Linked DNA regions of Mus musculus: region 2 is linked to region 1. A link is a contact called in public Hi-C data. All regions are on one chromosome and are shown on one strand. The core of a region is the stretch at or near the end of the contact, and the rest is flanking DNA. Distances in the headings are between cores, read along the strand shown. Region 1 overlaps Ptprm (protein tyrosine phosphatase, receptor type, M). Region 2 overlaps Ptprm (protein tyrosine phosphatase, receptor type, M).

Region 1 (2,796 bases), core at 93-2,592:
ACTATAATGATGACACTTAGGCAAACATGAGTACCTGGAAAGACTCATGCTCTTCCAAGGGATTGCTGGAACATGTTAATTCCGGATAACTGGCAAATGCTGGGTGTATCAACACATTCTGTTAAAGCTAATTGATGTTCCATTAAAAAGAGGATTCATGGGAGGGTCAGATTTCTCTTTTGATGACGTTGACTTTTGAAATGACCTAAATTGTCACTGTCACGTGGTAAAATGTGATTTATATATTCAAGATCACAAGATAAATTCTCGGTTAACAGTGAAAAATATCCTCTTTTTTCTCCCTCTTTATCCATGATAAATCTTTAATCCTTGTTAAAGATTAAGAGGGTAAGTAGGGTAGCCGAGACTATTCTTTACATTAGCTACGCCTGCTGGATTTAGAAATTACATTTATTTATTTATTTATTTATTTTTGAATAATGCTTCCATGGGATTTTTTTTCTTCCTCACCAGCATTTCCTAGCGACAGGTTATTAAACTTGCCTTGTCAAACAATGGTATGTAGATGTTTATTTCCCTTTTGATTCCCAAGGGTGCCCACTGTTCACACAGGCATGATGACCAAGAGCTGAGATGGCAGTAAAAGCCATAACAAACACTTTTAAACTGTTCTGCCCATTCCTCAGTGGACAGAGCAGGCTTTGCTCTCTGTTGATATTTTTCCCAGTTCAAGCAACTGATCAAATGCTTGTCATTTACACTGCAGAAATATGAATGGCCCGGGCTGGCATCTAGCTCTTGGCACACTGTGTCCTACATTCTGCCTGAGGAAACCATGTAGAAAATGGCTTAAATGGTGCATAACACATCCATGAGCTGGTCCGATAAATACTTAAAACAGTCGAGTGGGAGCTTCGGACGCTTATGACGCTCCGGAGTTCCAGCTTCCAGTTTAGCGTTTGCTAAAAGACAAGAGTCCCAGAAGCCTTTCTAGCCCCGCTCTGGAAATCAGCTCTATCTGCTGAATAGAATTGGGAGTCTCTTTGTCTCTCCGTCTGCCAGTCAGCTAAGACTTGGTTTGAGTCCAGACGGTTTGCTTTAGAATTTGGCTTTGGCATTCAGACACGGATGCTCAGGGAGCACCCCGGAGTCCGTGACATCTTGGTCACCCGTAGTTTATCCATATGCACGTCCCATCAGGAACGGGGTACACTTCTCCTAGCCTGTGTCTGGCTCTTAGATTGGTGAAACCTGACTGTGGCCTAGAACTTAGAATGACAGGTTTGGTTCCATTTGAAACTGGCGGGGCTTTCACAGACAGTGACAATCTGTTCTGCGAGTGGGGAGGAGGGAGGAAGAATTCTAAAACGTTGACACGAAGCCAAAAGGAGTGGAGAAGAACAAGGGCTGTCATTATTATTTCATCAGCTAGCTTTCAAGTGAGAGCCTCAGTCACATAATACGGTGCCTTCAATGTAATTAAAAACCCTAGCCGCATACGGAGCATTAGCAGCATCAGGCCACGTTTTGGGAAGGAGACATCTTGTCCTGTTTACATGCTGAAATACTCCAGGAGCCTCCACCAGCACCCCTGCCCTATCTAAAACAGCAGTTTCTCTACTGGATAGAAAAACGAATTTGGTGTTCAAATAAGTTCACTCTTAATATGCACTAAGCTTGAGGTTTCCCTAAGGCCCTCTGTCATGGCAGCGAAGCCTGTGCTGAGAATCGATTCTGCTCCCAAAGGGCCTTGGGACTCTCCTGACCCCTCCAAGAAAATTCTGTCACCCAGCTCAGTAGTGTGGCTTTCTGCCTCCTCCTCACTGTGGGAGGGGCCACCTGAGAACCTCCCTGAGCTGCTGAGTTTACATCCAGTTCCCAGGGTTGCTTCTTTTATGATTGCTGCCGGTCTTTAAACCTTCACTATCTGGCCACCATGTTGCCTCCCTCTTGCAGGCCCCAGCTGAGCACTTCCAAGAAGCACAGGTGCCTAAAAACATGAGATCCAGGCCTGTCCCATCTCCGCTGGTTGGCTCGCTCTTTTTAGCTGTGCAATGTGTGGTCCCCATCTGTGCCCCTGTCTTTCTTCTTCCAGTATCCTATGCTTTCAGTCTGTCTGCTTGCTTCTCACCGACTGTCTTCTACAGCTCTAATGCTTATTTGTAAACCCTTGTGTTTCCAAATCTTTGCCGGGCCATGGGCACGGGCCGTGGGGCTTGCACATCTTATACAAACAAAGCACAAGCAGACTTGACTCTCTGACTTGAGGTCTGCCTGAAGGAGTCCCTGGACTCACCTGGGCAGGATCCACATCGTTCAGCATAACTACGGATGTGCAGTGGTAATCCAAGACCAGTCGCCAGAAGTCTTTGACGGTGTTTGGCAAAGGATGCTGGGTGACTATAAATGCTGAAGGCTGTTTATAGCTCTGCAGACACGAAGAGAAAGATCCAGATATAAACAGCACAACGTGAGGGGAGGCAGTGGAGATATTTTGTGCATGTGGAGATGTGCGGCAAAACGCATCCGATGTGTTTAGTACTTGTTTGGCTCTATCATCCTTGTCAACTCCAAAATGGACTAAAAATAAACTTTTCTGTGAAACTATGATGAATCATTCTCACTTTGATATCATGGGAACTTCACATTTATTTCTTACCATTTTGTTTTATACTTCTGACGGGCAATGTATTGGCTCTCTCTATTAATAATTTTAGGGGAGGGTGTTTCACTTTACTTTAAAAACTAAGTACCATGAAAACAGTTCTTTCTCAAACTTGCTGGTTTGTTGTTTATCTGGGCGACTCGGTTGCTTATTCCTGCCATGAAAGATAT
Region 2 (2,796 bases), core at 115-2,614, 380 kb after region 1:
GTGTTGGTCCAGATTGTATTGGACAGAGTCTTCCCCTCAGATAACCAACTGCCTTTAATCCATGAAATAGTACAGATGGTTCAGGCTGCCAGAGGTTATGGGGTGGCATCTGGCTAGTTAAGCAAAAGCTATAGCTCAAGTGGGAACCAGGTGAAGTCATAACTTCAAAGGAAAGATAACAGTTCTGGATGCAGGAAAGAAACTCATCCACCAGGATGGTGAGGACCAAAGGTGGTGACATTCCACTTCCAAGGTCAGCTTCCTACAGTAAGTCTCTGCTTTTGTTGTAAGCTTGGTTTTCAATAGATACCAAGGGGAGATAATGTCCCCGAGTTTCAGAAGGTCCCCTACCCTCTAGGTCCTGAACCGAGAACCATTTTCAGTGGGCAAGTGGCTTCAGGTGGATCCCACACTGTGGTTCCTATTTTGATGTGGCATGTTCAGACACCAGCACCTCTAAATAAAGGGAAAGACCTTATCCAGAAGTCTTTGTGGAACGTTTTCTTTGTATAATATCGATCTTATCTTTTTCAAACACTTGTTTAAAGGAGTGGGGTGGAGATTTTAAAAGATGATTCAGGTCAGGCATTCTGTGTACTGAGCCCTCAAAAAAAAACAAAATAAAACAAAATAAAACAAAACAAAACAAAACAAAAAACTGTACCATTTAAAATAACTGACCTATCCTTGGAAAGTGGGAAAGGGCTCAAGAAAAAAAAAAGTCTCTCTGGCCAGCAAAGTTTAGAACTCACGCTGAGCGGGAAGGCCCGGCTTTGCCAAACTCATTGGAATTTCAGGCACAGCACCTTCAGAGTGGAAATTCTTACCCATCTCATATTCAAAAAGAAACACTTCCCCCCCTCTCTAAATTTATAGGCCCATTTATTTTCCGTGTCCCTTTCAAAATGTTCCACCAGATCCTTGTGAAATCTGTAGGAGCTACAAACTCTGTCTTCCATGAATAACAAGCAGGCTAAGTTCAGGTTTTGCCTTTCCCTCCTTCCTGCTACATCCCCATTGCTTTGTACGGAGAGCAAAGTTCTCAAATATTAATTGATCCCCAATCAGCCTTTGATCCCAAAGGCATGGGTTCTCATTGACCAAGACACAAATCCCCTCTGGATGTCTCATTCCTATTGATTCTTCAAAGCCTGCATCAACATCCCAGCCACAGACCCAGAAAGGAGTAATTGGCAAGATCAAAGTGCCAACTGAAGGGGGGCAGAAGAGGAGAAAGCCCCAGCCCTCTTATTTACACTTACATCTTAATGTGATGGCAAAGGCTGAAGTGAACTAGACATGTGCCCAGTGTGCCCGACAGCCAGAATAACCCGAGAGCGGGCCTCTCTCCTGGCTGTCATCACAATCAAGGAGGCACTGCCAACAGAGCAGCCAGGACTGCCCAGTAAACACTGGCAAAGGCCGTACTTGGCAAGCATGCTCTGAATTTTAAAATGGTCACAAATGAACTCCCCAGAATCTAAGAAATGCATCGGTTTAATTATTTGGATTTACTGTTTCCCAGTAAATAATTCAAGAGTGGTTATCAAAATGGATACTTAATCATAATAATGTAGGTTAAGGATCTCTTCTTTGAAATGCTGAGACCAAAGTGTTTTCAGATTTCGAATAGTCAGATTTTTAGTGTTTGCACACATGCAAGCGGCACCTTGGAGATGGGGTTGAAGTGTGAGTATGAAATTCATTTGTATTTCATATACACCTTATGTTCACAGACTAGAGGTAGGCTTATGCAATACTGTCAGTGTCTATGTGTTTTGACTATAATCTATCACACAACTTCAGCTGCAGTGGGGATGAACACATAACATTTGGAGGGCATGCAAATTACATCTCAATAAGTCTGTTGAGATAGTTATTGTTTATAATACATAAACATATGCAAGGTGATAATGGCAATGCCCAAAGAGATCTGGCTGGTGCACACGCCCATCAAGTTGGCACTGGGAGTCCTGAAGTCTAAGAATGGTGAGTTCAAGGACAGCCTAATCCATACAGTGAGAACTGGCCACACCGAGTGAGGTCCAGCATGATACTAGCAGATGCGCTGCTCACAATGTTTTTGAACAGAGAAGGCATCCACGGAAACGATGACATGCTCAGGTTTTCCTGCTGGGATACCTGACCCAAATTCAAGATGTATTTTTAGTGTGCAGACCAAAATCAAGAATTATCTATGTCTATTAGAAGGGGCCTCAAGCTGACAGCTGCTTGACTTCATACAATCATTTCTACCTTCCAGGCTGATCCTGCATCCTTCTATCCCTACATTAGCATCAATTTTTATGAGCAACTGCATCCATCTATGGAGAACAACTACCGTTGAGAAACTGCTGTAACTATGTAACGGCGGCTCATAAACCCATGTGAGTCCAAGCAGGAGCACTCAGAGTGAAGTCAGCAAGACTCAGCAACTCTATCCCTGTGGAAAACTTCGTTTACATGTGGGGAATTTACACTCATTTGAGAATCTACATTTAACAACCATCAAAATTTCAAAAAAAACAATTGATTATTATTTAGCAACCTTGATGAGAGATCGCTTTACCTGTAAAGCTTTCCAATTTTAATATCAAACCAAAGGACGTTGTCCTTAGTACTTTTATTTGCATGTTTTCCCCCATAAACTTACAGACTCTGGGAAGAAATAACAACTGAAGAGCTATCATCAAAGCCAATTACGGCTTATATTCCACAGGGCTACTGCGACATCCGTCACCTCAGCCACCAGCCTGCAGTTCCATTGTGTGTCCCCTAAGACAACTCACAAAGCCA

Evidence for each region. Hi-C and Micro-C count contacts between places; a contact is called where the count stands out from the background.
Region 2: a contact with region 1 is called in a Hi-C map of cerebellum, with 1.6 times the contacts expected there. The contact joins two enhancer-like sites. A contact is called at or near these places in 6 of 484 Hi-C or Micro-C datasets (cerebellar granule neurons, cerebellum, cortical neurons and 2 more), 1 of 115 datasets of contacts at active chromatin or transcription factors (astrocytes) and 1 of 9 other capture datasets (embryonic stem cells).

The regions. Positions count from the first base shown.
Region 1 is chr17:66,685,994-66,688,789 of GRCm38.p6, forward strand. It overlaps Ptprm (protein tyrosine phosphatase, receptor type, M), which reads right to left. Exons shown (of 31, transcript NM_008984.2): 27 at 2,258-2,389. Among named protein-coding and RNA genes, the nearest start is that of 1700016K05Rik, 27 kb to the right of the region's middle. Within about 2 kb of position 1,343, at least 24 of the 459 cell types and tissues checked have an H3K27ac peak or open chromatin away from gene starts, as enhancers often do. A contact at or near this core is called in cerebellum and neural progenitor cells, where this site is marked.
Region 2 is chr17:67,070,082-67,072,877 of GRCm38.p6, forward strand. All of the region lies in intron 4 of Ptprm (protein tyrosine phosphatase, receptor type, M), which reads right to left. Among named protein-coding and RNA genes, the nearest start is that of Mir5709, 45 kb to the left of the region's middle. Within about 2 kb of position 1,365, at least 25 of the 459 cell types and tissues checked have an H3K27ac peak or open chromatin away from gene starts, as enhancers often do. A contact at or near this core is called in cerebellum and neural progenitor cells, where this site is marked.